2 separate regions of the Hordeum vulgare genome follow, and region 1 is linked to region 2. A link is a contact called in public Hi-C data. All regions are on one chromosome and are shown on one strand. Each heading gives the region's core, a stretch centred on a gene start, on an enhancer-like site or on the middle of the called end of the contact. The rest is flanking DNA. Distances are from core to core; before and after follow the strand shown. Region 1 holds the start of LOC123445121 (MADS-box transcription factor 2). Region 2 holds the start of LOC123445114.

Region 1 (3,163 bases), core at 157-2,656, 560 kb after region 2:
GTAACACAGGTCAAGCTAGCATTCTAACACATTCTATATTTTCTCTTGGTCATCAGGATTTGTGGCTAATTTAGAGCACTATTTAGGAACATATAGTAATGATTGAATTTTTTCTACTTAGAAATAGAAATTATTCAAGTTTTCATATTTGGAATCATCTTAGGATTAATTCCTATTACTTTAATGGGATTTATTGTGACTTCACATTCACAAGACAGGTGTGGGGATCAGTTGGATGGTTTACTGTTGATGATCCTATTGGAAAACTTTGCATGGGAAAGAATATTTTTCCTATGCACACATAAGATATATCCATGGTGATGACCATCTACGAGAGAAGAGATCGTATCCACATACCCATGTAGATCGCTAAGCGGGCTTGCGTGCAACGGTGGATCCAGCATACACGAGGTGGAGCGCCGTTGCTCCGTCGCCTGTTGGCGCATTTTTTTCTTCTAAAATTCCACGAGTGGCGGGCGAAACTGAAGCCCGCCGTTGGTAGTGTGTGTGTATGCCGTTAGTGTGTATTACTGGTGGTGGGCACTAGGTAAAGCCCGCCACTTGTAGGTCTTTACTAGTGGTAGACCCGCGATCACCACTGATGCCATGTTAGCAGTGATGGGGAGGTCAGTGGCGAGCGTCCGTGAGAGCCTTACCCGTCAATAATGGGCTTTTTGAACCCCCTGATGGCATTTTATGTGCACTGGGTTAGACAGGGATGATATTTTGCAAAAATGCCATGGAAGTTTGTGTAACTACGTGTAGGTTTTGGTAGAAAACCGCCGCTGTCAGTTGTGGGTGTGTTCGCGAGGATTTGATCTTTGGTGAATGTTCATCGGCTAATATTTCCCTAATCAAGAGCGTCACGGAGATTCGAGACCGATCCCTAATTAAACCAAAACCATTTCTCCGCTTTTTATAGGCTTTCAATGTTCACAACATCTCTAGCATACCTCGTAAACCGGGCCGTCCGCAAACGAGCTAGCTCAGCTAGTTAGCTAGTGGACACTGCCTAGCAAACGAGCGAGTGCGCTAGCTAGCTAGCAGCCGGTGCGCCGTCGTCGCGAGCTGCTGCCTGCTCGACGCTTCCATCCCCGTGGTCCTAGCCTAGCTCCACGACGACGTTGTCACTAACAAGACACGTGGATCCAATTGTAATTTAACAAATGCTTTTTAGGGGTGTTTGTGCAAATTTACTGGGACCATAAAATATTTTACGGAATTTGTTTTATCGAAACAAAAACCATATCATAAAAATACGAAAAAACATTTTACGATACCTTAAACTATTTTTTACGATACAGGATAGAGGGGATCTTGGTAGAGATACTCCCAAATCAAATCGGACCAGCCAGCGGAAGGCCGAGCCAAGCAAAGCAAACAGAGCGCTTGCCGTTTCCGGCTCCTACCCCTGAACCACCCCGAAAGCCCCCTCATCACCATTCCTCTTCCTCCCATGGCGGCCTCCTTTACTCCTCCGCCTCCCCCTTCCCCTTCCCCTTCCCCACCACCACCACCACCACCGCCATTCCCCAATCGCACCACGCCCGCACCGGCCCCCAGAGCGCCCGAAGATACGAACCCTTCCTGGCGCCGCCGGAGGAGGAAGGAGGGAGAGGGATGGGGCGCGGGAAGATCGAGATCAAGAGGATCGAGAACCAGAGCAACCGCCAGGTGACCTTCTCCAAGCGCAAGAACGGGATCCTCAAGAAGGCCAAGGAGATCAGCGTGCTCTGCGACGCCGAGGTCGGCGTCGTCGTCTTCTCCAGCGCCGGCAAGCTCTACGACTTCTGCTCCCCCAAGACCTCGTGCGTGCCTTATCCTGCCCCTTTCCCGTCCTCAATCTCGCTTTTTAAGGAGCACTTTCCTCGGCTCTTTCGTTGGTAGCGTACTGTTTGTGACTTGTGCGCGCTTTAATTTTGACGTTGGGTTCTTCGCTGCTTCTCGGTGTTTCGATGGGAGTATACACTTTTAGTCACCGCAGTTAGGTAAACTATTACCAGTAGATTCATATGCTGCTACTCGTATCAATAGCTTAGCATGAATGGAATTGGTTGGTCTGAATGTTTTCTGCTTGACTGGTTTCGTGGACGTTTAAAGTAAGTTTAAGTGGGTAGGACCAAACAACTCATACTCCCCTGGATGACATTTTTCGGAATCTAGAATCACTCGTTTAGCAATGGAACTTTATCCATGTATTTATACATCGTTTTGGTGTGACGCAGGCTATCAAGAATCTTGGAGAAGTACCAGACCAACTCCGGGAAGATACTGTGGGATGAGAAACACAAGGTAATTATTGACCTCCAAAACATATCAATGAATGGTTTTCTCGAGTTGCTTTCTTAAAGCCTGGCTGAAAATCCTGTTCCAACAAAAGTCTTTTCAGAGCTTTTTTAATTAAGGGGGTACCCCCAATTTTCAGTTCTGAAATTTTCCTGAAAATTGATAAAATGTTTTCAGAGCTAGAATACCACTTGTATTTTGTTGAATCGGCTGAGTGGAATGACTTGTAGTTCAGAAAAAAAAACAGTAGAATGACTTATCACTGATGGACACATTCAATGTTTCAGAGCCTCAGTGCGGAGATTGATCGAATCAAGAAAGAGAATGATAACATGCAGATCGAGCTCAGGTAATTTCTTGGACTGGATGTTTCTTTTCTCCTTGGATATCCTAGATACTGAGATTGCAATCACCCATTGTGATGGTACAGGCACTTGAAAGGTGAAGATCTAAACTCGCTGCAGCCCAAAGAGCTGATCATGATTGAGGAAGCACTTGATAATGGGCTGACAAGCCTGCATGAGAAACAGGCATGATAACTTTTTGATTTGTTGGTTGAAATTATAAGCATTATCACTACTTATATGTTTTGGTTTCTGATGTTGCTTAATTCTCTTGGTGCAGATGGAGCACTATGACAGGCTCATGAAACATGTATGGCCTAGTTTTGCATACATGATTATGTGCTCTGCATATTTGTTGATCATAATGCAATTCTTTCACACTTTGCCCTCATCCATTGTTTTATTGGTTAACTGCAGGGTAAGATGCTGGAAGATGAGAACAAGTTGCTGGCCTTTAAAGTGGTAAGTGACCTAGCAGATGGCTCATTTGTGGAGCTTCTATTGGAATAAGCTGCATCTGTTTTCGCTGAAGT
Region 2 (3,043 bases), core at 531-3,030:
CATGATGAACCCCGAAGCAGTTTCGTCCTTCTCCGGATCCACCACCTCCATCGTCTCCGGTTACTCCTCCTCCGGCTCCGGCGAGTCCGGAGGCAGATCCACAGTGATGCATGTAGCTCGCCTAGCCTGGATCTCTGCCTCCATCTGCATCCGGCGCTCTGGCGTGAGCATCACGTAGGCCGTGATCCTACGCCGGACCATATCGACATCGGAGAGCGCGGGAGAGCATGGGAGAGGAGGGGGACGGGCTCGGATGGCGACGCAAAGAGGGCGGAGGTGGATGTGCTAGGGTTGGGGGACGTCGACCGGCTTAAAATAGCCGAATTTGGCCTCGGCGGCGAGTTGAAGCGACGCCACGCGACGTTCACACCGCGGCGATAGATGAGGCGTCCGTCAGACCGCTGGGTTTTCGAGCGAGTCCGCCTGGGACCCAATCATCAGGCCGACGTGGCGGGCATGCCGCATCCTATATTTGGATTGGATATGAGAGGTGCTAGTCAGCTCGAACGGTTTGAGGCGTCCGACTGCGTTAAAATTTCGTGACCGGCCAGTGACCTGACTGCCTGCCGAGTCGTTTTAAAACGGATATGAGGGGGTTCGATTATAGATGCTTTGATGCGACAAATTAGCTCAACCTGTTGTTCCAAAAGCAAAGTGGAAACTTGCAGAGGAACCGGGTTCTTCCCTGAGAAAAGCACAAAAGGCAGGGGAAAGAAAGGAGCCGAGTACGTGCAGCAGATTGGAGAAAAATTAGGGCATGGCCAACGCGCTGCCCCAATGTGGTGCTCCACGGGTCCAACTCAGTTCGGACTCTGCAACATAGGTTCGGGTGTTGCTTTGTAGGACCAGCGGTCTCTTGCAGAGGAGCTAGCCGCTCCATGAAAGAAGCAAGAGAAAAGAAAGGAAGAGACGAACAAAAGAGAAGAGAGAGTGGGTGGAGAGTGATGAAAGGAGAAGGAGATGAAAAGGAAATTATTGAGGTGGGGTCCATAGAAATGGATCCACCCACCGTTGGGTGATGAAAAATATACACCCTTCATAAACTAATGCCCCCTCCGTCCCAAAATAACTGTCTCAAACCTAGTATAACTTTGTACTAGAGCTAGTACAAAGTTGAGACACTTATTTTGGGACGGAGGGAGTATAAAAAATATTTAAATTACTATTTTAATTATCTAAACACTCTTATATTAGTGTACGGAAGGAGTACATGATAGCTTCATTACTTTATGCATACGTGGAGGTAATGAGGCATCACCAAGTGCTGCCCATTGTACATGCCCAGTGAGACAATGGATGCATTGGGTGGATGGAATTTTTAGCAACTGTTTCGTACGTGGATGATGGGGCAGCACTATGGTATAGCCTCCATTGTACATTCCAGTTTACCCGAAAGAAAAGAAACTTAAACAAAGGAATGGTCACCATGTAGTAGCATGTTTCAAAACCATGTAGTAGCATGTTTCTTTGTTGCGGGAGTACAGGGAGCCCCAGACGGATGGCGTCATGGGAATGGGGAGCAGAGAAGCGCGCCCAGGTTGCCCGATCGACGCTAGGCAGTTCCTGGTCCCGGTCCCAGGGCCTCGCGGAGCTCCGTTTCCCCATCGGGGCAGGCAGGTGATACGCAGTAACGCAGATCGGACCGCACGGAACGTGCTGGCGTCGCACTGCAGCGCCAAGTGCGCACACGCGGCCGTCGACGTCAGTCACGCGAAACGCGATCGACCGCGAAGCGACCCGCCACGCCACGCGGCGACCGGACAGGCGACACTTGGCTCTGCCTCTCCCTCTCCCTCGACCGGAAACGGCCATCCCCAAACCTGAACCCCGACGCTCCTCCGCCTCCCCACTCACCAGCCACCTCACCAGCGACCTCAACCCCGCGGCGTTCGATCGACTCCTCCTCCTCCCCCTCCCCTCTCGGGGCGCATTAACGCCTTCCTAATCAGTTCCCCTCTCGCATCCCCGCACCAATCCGCGCCCGCACCAATCCATTTCCGCCCCCCTCGAATCCCCAAACCCTACCCGCCGCCGCGCCGCCCCGCCCACCCACCGCCGCGGCCCGCCCGCCCGCCCGCCGCGCGGGGCCAGGGGGGAGGGATGGGGGAGGAGAAGATGGGCGGGTGGAGGAGGACGCTCGGCGACGTGGCCGAGTTCCAGTGCTTCGTCTGCAAGGACGCCGGCGACGTCCGCGTCTGCGACTTCAGGTCCGCCCCGCCCTCCCCCGTCTTTATCCCTCCTCTGTACCCTCGGTCGTCGCCGCGGTGGGTGCGCGCGGAATCATCGCTGTGAACTTCGCTGGATATTAATTGCCCTGTCATGCCGCGTTTCAGGAACTGCCTCAAGAGCTACCACCCGGGCTGCGTGGGGAAGCCGGACGACTTCATTGATTCCAGTGACCGATACGTTTGTGGTTAGCGCTTACGCTTAATGAGTCCTAGTTGGTTCACCACGCGTGGCTGCTGCACTGCGTTTGTGCACTTGTTATGCTGCGTGCTCATATACATTTGTGGTGACCGCTTATGCTGAATCATCCCTAGTTATTTCACCATGCATGACTGCTGTGGAACCGGCACTACATCGGGCACCTGTTATTCTGTTCTGCGTGCTCAAATTCAGTTACTCGTTCCTTGTTCACGGCGGAGAATCCTAGATCATATATCCTGCATATGTGTGAAATCCCTGTTGTTCATGCCCTTGTCCTTTTCTTCCATGAAAAGGAAAATGCTGTTTGATGCTTAACCTTTTAGAACGCATGCTTTATCATTGTTCCAGCATCATGCAGCATGATAGTGAACCGTGTTCCAGCGCTGCAATATCCCAACTAGAAACTCCGCATGCATAAACAGAACATGTTACAACAGAAGTTCATATTCTTGGTGTCCACTTTACAGTCTTGATTATTACCATATATATCTTGAATTTATCAAATGTTTCTTTTACTTCTGTCCTGTAAAATAATGGCATTGGTTCTTGCACCTAATTTTAACTATTTTCAGATTGGCACAAATGTGCTAAATGCAGAAGTGATGCACTCTATTTA

Evidence for each region. Hi-C and Micro-C count contacts between places; a contact is called where the count stands out from the background.
Region 1: a Hi-C map of seedling shows a contact between it and region 2, with 4 times the contacts expected there. The contact joins the promoter of LOC123445121 here to the promoter of LOC123445114 in region 2. A contact is called at or near these places in 2 of 6 Hi-C or Micro-C datasets (leaf and seedling).

What each region holds. Positions count from the first base shown.
Region 1 is chr3H:564,124,950-564,128,112 of MorexV3_pseudomolecules_assembly, forward strand. It overlaps LOC123445121 (MADS-box transcription factor 2), which reads left to right and starts at 1,407. Exons shown (of 7, transcript XM_045122057.1): 1 at 1,407-1,808; 2 at 2,226-2,292; 3 at 2,574-2,635; 4 at 2,717-2,816; 5 at 2,911-2,940; 6 at 3,048-3,092. The coding sequence starts at 1,621.
Region 2 is chr3H:563,568,906-563,571,948 of MorexV3_pseudomolecules_assembly, forward strand. It overlaps LOC123445114, which reads left to right and starts at 1,781. Exons shown (of 13, transcript XM_045122049.1): 1 at 1,781-2,207; 2 at 2,334-2,413; 3 at 3,000-3,043. The coding sequence starts at 2,101.